Linked DNA regions of Sus scrofa: region 1 is linked to region 2. The links are chromatin contacts, called in public Hi-C maps. All regions are on one chromosome and are shown on one strand. The core of a region is the stretch at or near the end of the contact, and the rest is flanking DNA. Distances in the headings are between cores, read along the strand shown. Region 1 has its middle 43 kb from the start of THAP12. Region 2 holds the start of EMSY (BRCA2-interacting transcriptional repressor EMSY).

What was found. A called contact is a pair of places that touch in the nucleus more often than the background predicts.
Region 1: a Hi-C map of liver shows a contact between it and region 2, with 3 times the contacts expected there. The contact joins the enhancer-like site here to the promoter of EMSY in region 2. A contact is called at or near these places in 5 of 47 Hi-C or Micro-C datasets (fibroblasts, liver, omental adipose tissue and 1 more).

What each region holds. Positions count from the first base shown.
Region 1 is chr9:10,521,383-10,525,360 of Sscrofa11.1, reverse strand. No RefSeq gene overlaps it. Among named protein-coding and RNA genes, the nearest start is that of THAP12, 43 kb to the left of the region's middle. Within about 2 kb of position 1,845, at least 11 of the 83 cell types and tissues checked have an H3K27ac peak or open chromatin away from gene starts, as enhancers often do. A contact at or near this core is called in liver and omental adipose tissue, where this site is marked.
Region 2 is chr9:10,625,556-10,629,560 of Sscrofa11.1, reverse strand. It overlaps EMSY (BRCA2-interacting transcriptional repressor EMSY), which reads right to left and starts at 1,508. Exons shown (of 20, transcript XM_021062538.1): 1 at 1,186-1,508. LOC102163793 (a long non-coding RNA gene) reads left to right here and starts at 1,592. Exons shown (of 3, transcript XR_001298634.2): 1 at 1,592-2,027.

The sequences.
Region 1 (3,978 bases), core at 596-3,095, 100 kb after region 2:
TTCCCTCAGGCAACAGGGGAGCAGGGGCTGCTGGTTGCCATCTTGGTCCTCAGCCTCTCTCAGCTCTGGAGGAACGTTCCAGATTCAGTGAAGTTACAGTGGGTATGGCTTCTATTTCCCTCACGATAACCAAGTGAAGCAGGATTTTCCTCAACAACTCTGATAAAAGTTTAAAAACAGGCTGGATATAGACTCCTAAATTGGCAAAAGCAGTGTATGCATAATATGTGGAATAAAGCTTTAGTTGTTTCTCCTCTGGAATTTTTTTTACTATCGTCCATGCAAAGTGTGGTATTATAAATGTACCACTGCCTCTTTGTAGAAGGACGGACTATCCTTTATTGAGATTATGCCTTTCCCATTTTATAGCATCAAAATAACTTTTCTTGGAGTTCCTGTTGTGCTGCAGAGGAAACAAATCCAACTAGGATCCATGAGGTTGCAGATTTATCCCTGGCCTTGCTCAGTGGGTTAAGGATCTGGCGTTGCCGTGAGCTGTGGTGTAGGTCACAGACCGGCTCAGATCCCAGGTTGCTGTGGCTCTGGTGCAGGCAGGCAGCTGTAGCTCTGATTCTACCCCTAGCCTGGGAGCTTCAGTGTGCCACGGGTGTGGCCCTAAAAAAAAGAAGGTCTATTCTTTTTTTGTTTGTTTGTTTGTTTGCCTTTTCTTGAGCCACTCCCACGGCATATGGAGGTTCCCAGGCTGGGGGTCTAACTGGAGCTGTAGCCACCGGCCTACACCAGAGCCACAGTGACACGGGATCTGAGCCGCGTCTGCGACCACACCACAGCACACACAACCCACACCACAGCTCACAGCAATGCCGGATCCTTAACCCACTGAGCAAGGGCAGGGATCGAACCCACAACCTCATGGTTCCTAGTCGGATTCGTTAAGCACTGAGCCACGACGGGACGCCAAGAAAGTCTATTCATAAAGATGAAATGATGGTGTGATAGTACATGGCAATTCTTTGCATAAACTTTTTACAAAGTCTAACACATAGAATCATCTTGCTCACAAGTGTCCAGCTTGATCTGTTTCCACCAAGTTCACACTCTATAACCACCACCCAGATCAAGAAATAGAACGTTTTGCTAGTTCTTTTTTAAATCTTTACCAAGCAAAATAAAAAGCTGGTAACTTTAGGTTGGTCTCTCACTTCTTTATTTAAAATTTACACACCTGGGGAGTTCCCGCTGTGGCACAGAGGGTTAAGAATCCAACTGCAGTGGCTTGGGTTGCTGCGGAGGAGCGGGTTTGATCCTGGCCTGAAAACTTCTATATGGTGTGGGTGCAGCCATTAAAAAAAAAAACCAAACCATTTACCCACCTGTAGAACTTAAAATGTGGCTAGGTGATCTCACGTCCCAGGTCGTGTGAGCACTCCGTGGCGCTCCCTGAGCCCAGAGGGAAACGGGGCTGGCCTGGGATTCTGCCCGCCCAGTTCTGGGAGAGAGGGAGGATTTGGACAAATGTCCCTCTGGGCGCCGCCAGCTGCTGGAAGCCAGGGCTGAAGCGCAGTGAGGGGGAGTGGCATTGGGCAGAGATGCTGGGGCTGACCCGCGCCCCCACGCAGCCTGCTTTTTTGCAGATTTCCATTGGCTCCTACTCTTCCCGCCCCCCTACCCGCCCTCCTAGACACCTGCGAATCCCTGGGGGCTCTTCTGTGTACCATCTCCTCTCTCCCCGACCCCTCAATTCCCAGGTCAATCCTCCCAGACCCAGAAAACCATTCCCTACCTTTTTTTCCTCTTTACTAATACATGGAGAAATCCTGGCAGCCTTCTGAAAGGTTACGAAATTCTTAACATCACGCAGCAGGCTGGGAGGCCGGGAGGCTCCGCCCGCTCCGCCAAGGCAATGCACACTCACCCAGGACTTGCTTCGTGCCCAAAACCCAGGGGAGCGTGATTCTAAGGCAGAAGATCCTTTCTGTTCAATTACTGTTATTCCCTTCAATAAGTATGCGCCCACGCCTCGCTGGGTGCCGGACTGTTGGTGCATTCAGCGAATATTTACTGGACAGCTTCTCTGTGTCACTTGGCTGAAGTCACTGTCCTTGGGGAGTTCACAGCCTGGTGAGAGAGATGAGGCCAGTGGTGACAGTAATGAGAGTGGGATGACATGGGACGAGCGGTGAAGGGGACAGAAGCATCCTATGGAGTTGCAGGGACCACAGAAGACCCCCGAAGGCGTGGCATTGGAACCTGCCCTCCACAGATGAACTGCCTACTCAGCTCAGCCCCCCAGCATCTCCCAGAATGTTCCTCTCCTGCTGGCATTTCAGGCCTGGCCACTGTTAGGCGAAGCCTTCTGCTGAAAATGACTGCCTTCCTGCCACTAGGGACCTTGGCTTAGGGGCTTTATATGACTCAATGTAAAAATATTGTCATTTGTTTCCGCTGTCGTGGCACAGCGGAAACAAATCTGGCTAGGATCCAGTGGGTTAAGGATCTGGTGTCGCTGTGAGCTGTGGTGTAGGTTGCAGACGCAGCTCAGATCCTGTGTTGCTGTGGCTGTGGCATAGGCCAGAGGCTACAGCGCTGATTCGACCCCTAGCCAGGGACTCTCCATTTGCTGTGGCTGCGGCCCTAGGGGAAAAAAAGCGGCCATAAAAAGACAAAAAAAAAAAAAATTTTTTTAACCTTTAGCTATACATGCACATAATTTAGAAATTCTATAAGGCTTGTAATGGAAAGCAGCAGTCCCTGCCTCAACACACACACACTCAGATCATTTCACACTCTGCAGAGGCAATGACTTTCAATTCTAAATTATTCCCTTATATTGCTACTTCTTGATTTTTTTTTTTTTTTTTTTTTTTTTTTGTTTTAAATACCTTTCTCCAACACACCCACACTTTCTCCTTGCTCCCTCCACAGGCACATCTCCGTCTGTGTTCCCTGCCATCCTGTATAATTGTCACAGTTTCGGTTGGAACCATATTCACTGTTTACATTATTAGGCCGTGTAAATGCTGTTGACACGTGAGCCATGTAATAGTCTATGATTACTTCTTCTTTCCTGCGTCACAATTACAGTTATGTAATCTCCTCTCGGTGTGTTTAAATGTGTTGGATAATGGACCGATTTCATCTTCTTGAAGGAATCCCTTCTAGAGTCTTCCATCCTGTTCCCGTCAGGATGAGTTACTTCCTACTGCACAACCGCTGGCCTGGGGATTCTCCCCCACCTCCTTTGTGGCCTCTTCTCTTCCTTCAATGCCATGACCTCTTCTGTATGGTTTACTCACTCATTTCTGTTGAAACACATCCTCCAGTAGCTTCCTGAGAATGTATGCAGAGAACTTACATGACTCAATATGTCTTTAGGGAGTTCCTGTGGTGGCTCAGTGGTAAGAACCTGACTCGCATCCGTGAGGACGCAGGTTTGATCCCTGACTTGCTCAGTGGGTTAAGAATCCGGCATTGCCGTGAGCTGTGGTGTAGGTTGCAGACACAGCTCAGATCCTGCGTGGCTGTGGCTTGGCTGTGGCTGTGGTGTAGGCCGGCAGCTACAGCTCTGATTCGACCCCTGGCCTGGGAACCTCCATATGCCATGGGTGCAGCCCTAGGGAAAAGAAAAGACCAAAAAAAACCCAAAAACCTTTATTCCATCCACATCTTTGATAGTCACTTGGCTAGGATAGGATTCTGGATGGAAACAGCTTCCCTCAGAATTTTGAAGGCACCTTCCATTGGCTCCTGGTTCCCATCTCGCTATTGAAAAATCCAATGTCGCTATGACGCTCAAGCTGTTGTAGAAAGACTGTTATTTTTTTCCTTCTCTCTGGAAGCTCTTTGTTTGTTTGTTTGTCCTTTTTTTTGCCATTTCTTGGGCTGCTCCCGCGGCATATGGAGGTTCCCAGGCTAGGGGTCTAATCGGAGCTGTAGCTGCCGGTCTACGCCACAGCCACAGCAATGCATGCGATCCAAGCCGCGTCTGCGACCTATACTGCAGCTCATGGCTGGACC
Region 2 (4,005 bases), core at 259-2,758:
CGCAAGCTTAAAAAAAAAAAAAAAAGAAAGAAAGAAAGAAAAAAGAAAAAAAACCATTTACCAAACATTTAGATGTCAGGAACTTGGCACTGGGAATTCCTTGGTGTAGAGAAAAAGACAACAGCGCTGGGCGCTTGCATAATACCTGCTTAGCATACGGTAGATCCGCGATAAATATTTGTTAAACAAATAAATGAATGATTGAGAACAGCGAGTAACCTGAATGAATGAATGCATGCATGCATGCATGCCTGAGCGAGCTCACTACCTATTCTAGGAGTCAAGCACCGACCCGAAATAACTGCTACATCCCGTTCCTGGCGCTGGGGCTGCAACTCCAACTCCATGCCTGGAGTTGAACCCCCTCCCCCTACTTCCCATAGTCCTCTGAGCTGAGAACCAACCCAGGGCAAGGAGAACAGGACTGCGCGCCCCAGTCGGCAGAATGACATAAAGAAAAGGGGTGGGGAGGAGGAAGAAGGGGCAGAGCCAAAGGAATCCGCTCCCTCCACAAGCCAGTCCCCGCCTCCCGACAGGATCTTGGAGGCGGCCGGCGACCGCCGGAATCAAGCACCACGTCACGGCATCCCGACGCGTCCCCGCCGGCGGACCCCACCGCGGGGCCGGACCGCACTGGAGACCTGGGCAGAGGTTCCCGGAGCGGGCTCCGGGAACCCGAATCCTATCTAATCCTTCCCCTTACTCAAGTGTCAAGGAGGCAAGCCCGCCCCGCCCCCTCCCCAAACACGCACTCACTCCCGCAGCACCACAACAAGAGCAGCCCGCCCACCCTCCTCACCGATGCCACTCAGTACCCACTTCAATGTCAAGCTTGCGACCCAAGTCCTCGCAGGACCAGTAGCCGGAGGCAGGGGCCCCGGGAGGCATCAGCGCCTCGCTCCCTCCTCAGCACAGAGGACAACGGAAAGAAACAGTGGACGCTCGGACAGCCAGGCAGACGACCGAGACTTACCGGGAGGCTCCCAGAGCTGGACCCCCGCAATCCCAGCACCAGGCGTGCCAGAGCCCCCCTCAGCCCACCTCGGGGAGCCCCACGATCCCGTTAGGAGACAACGGAGGATGGGACTGGCCACCCCAAGCCGGGCTCCGACTGCTTGGTCCGGCGCTCCTCCAGACTGGCTACCCTGCCAGCTCTTCCCAGCGCCCTGTCTGAGAGTCACTCACCTGCCCGGCCTTTCTGGGCTCATCTAAAAGGCTCCTCCGCCAAAACTAGGGGACACCAGGAATTGGGTTTGTTTGCGGTGCCTCAGAAGGGGCAAGATGGCGACAGGTATCAGGGCGCAGGCGCAGCGGCGCGCTGCCAGTCGGGAGGTGTAGTTTGCCTTTCCCGCCTTTCGGAGAACGGACACCAGAAGGCCTCCATTCTCCGCGTCCCTCTTTTCCTCCAGGTTTTGAAAGGAAAGGAGAGACCTCGCAGGGAGTGCTGGGAGTTGTGGTCCGAGGCCAAACGCCCTCCTCTTTCGCTCTCAGAGTGCAGTCGCACGCGCAAGGAAGGCTGGGATTGTAGTTTCCCTGGCGTCTTCTCCAACCCCTCCTCGCCGCTTCTCGCGCCTCTCCTCCGCTGCGATCTCTGAGCCAATGGGCTGCGCTCTCCGCTACGTGTGGCGTCACACGTACCGGTCAAGATGGCGTCGGCGGATGGAGCTGAGGTTTTCCCGCGACCTTTACCCTGGTGGGGGGGTGTTAGGGGCAGTGGGAAAGCAGCTTCGTGCCGGTATGGCCGTATAGGGTTAGGATCGGATTCCTCAGCGGCTTGGGAGCAATTCTAAGCGGCTTCCAGGCCCGCCAGCCGCAGCTGGAGGAGAGAGAATCCACGCTACGAGACGTGTCACCGTGGACAACCTAGTGGCGCGGACCCGATCTGGAGGGGGCGCGGAATTGCAAGTGGAGAAGGACAATTCGAGCGTTCTCGACTTCGGGTTTCAACCCGTGTCCAGTGGGAATGCTAGTGCTCTATCTGTCAGAGGCAAGAAGGCAAAGGCATTTGTTTGAGGCTCTGCGGCGTGGTAGGTTCACTCTTCAGCCTTTGTTCTTATTTAACTACAGAACAAGTGTGTGAAGAGGGTATTGTCGCTCCTATTTTACAGATGAAAAAAAAGGGTCCAGTATATAGTTAATGGCTGCCAAAGATCGAAGCCAGTGCCTGCTATTGTTGAAGGTCCATTCGAGTGTTGTGACTGCCCGCCCTTGTAATTTTGTACATAACATCGAATCTGATTTTTCTAAAAAAATGTTCAAGTGGGAAGGAGTGTTTTCTTGTAAAATATTGGGTTAATATTATCCTATGGGGATGTTGTGAGGTACAGCGTAGGAGAAAATTGTTTTTCAATTTTGGACCACTGTACAAACGTGAGGCTGTACTTGAATGGAGATGTAAATTACGAAGAGAAAATAAATAACAGCATTTGTGTGCTATTTGCTCATTAGCTAAAAATCTTTTCTGAGGCCCAGGAAAGTGGTTATTGTTAAGAACTTTTGGAAAGATGGTGAATGAAACTTTAATATAGTTTAACATACGTTGTTTGAGGTGAGGCTCATAGTATCTTAGTGAGGCAGGTATAATTCAGAGTACCCCCTACTATGAATGCGAAAAACACAGATAGTCAAGAATTCACCAAATTTCACAAAGCTGGGAATTGAAGAGAATTGGGCTTTATAATCCCCGGTCTTCTGACTTCAAGTGTCTTCCTCTAAGACGAATGTCAGGGTGACAGGTAGTGGAGTAGAAATGGAAAGACAGGCTGCTTTCCAAAGATAAAACTGACCCTGACCATAATAAGTAGTGTGTGAGCCAAGAAGTATTATAGCTTATTCTTGGGCTTGCTAAATGCCAAGTACTCTTTTAAGCATTTCAAGTATTAATTCATTCCATCCTTAAAACAACTTTATGAGGGAGAAACTAGGTTCTCTAATTACAAATGAGGAAACTGAGGTATAGAAAGGAGGTTAAAAAGCTTGCCCGAAGCTACCCATTATAAGTAAGTTGTAAACCTGGGATTTAAACCAAAGCAGTTTGGCTCTAGAGTCTGCTCTAGATTTGTGGTTCTCAAAACTTCAAAGAACCAGCTGCGTGTTTTGTGAAAGTACACATCTCGGGGAGTTCAGTGGGTTGAGGATCTGGCATTGTCACTGCTGTGGCACAGATTCGACCCAGGAAGTTCTGCGGACCACGAGTGTGGCCAAAAAAAATAAAACAAGGGACACCTTTTGATTGAGTAGGGCCTAAGGTCCTGTATTTCTAACAGACCCTCAAGTGAACATGCTCTGGCATCAACTGCTGCCTCTAATCTACCACACAGCCTCCCTTTCCTTGTAACCATATTTGTCTTTTGCAGCCAGAAACTGTCTTTCCCAGGCTGCCTCTGACTTTCCATATTCCCAAACGTTTCCACCATTAAATTTTCTTATTTAAGGATCAGACTCAAACCTTACCCTCAAGCATATTATCCTGCCCCACCTTTCCTTCTAGGATGAGACAAGTATTCTTGCCACTGCTCCTATACCACTTAACTGTACATCTTATTACAGAACTCAGAACATTTGAGTTATGGTCATTTGTTTGAAAATCTTTCTTTCTTTCCTTTTTTTTTTTTTTTTTTTTTTCTTTTTTGTCTATTTAGGCCTGCACCTGAAGCATATGGAGGTTCCCAGGCTAGGGGTCGAATCAGAGCTGTAGCTGCCGGCCTACACCACAGCCACAGCAATGCCAGGCCTGAGCCCCGTCTGCAGCCTACACCACGGCTCACGGCAATGCTGAATCCTTAACCCACTGAGCAAGGCGAGGGATCAAACCTGTGTCCTCATGGATACTGGTCAGATATGTTTCTGCTGAGCCACGACAGGAACTCTCTGCAAATCTTTCTGACCGGAAAGTGAGCTCCGTAAGGAGAGAAGCCAGGTCTGCGTACTCTTGTGCCTAGCACTTAAGAATAAAAGCTAATACTTACCTAGGGCTTTCTCTGTTCCAGATGCTATTACATAAAC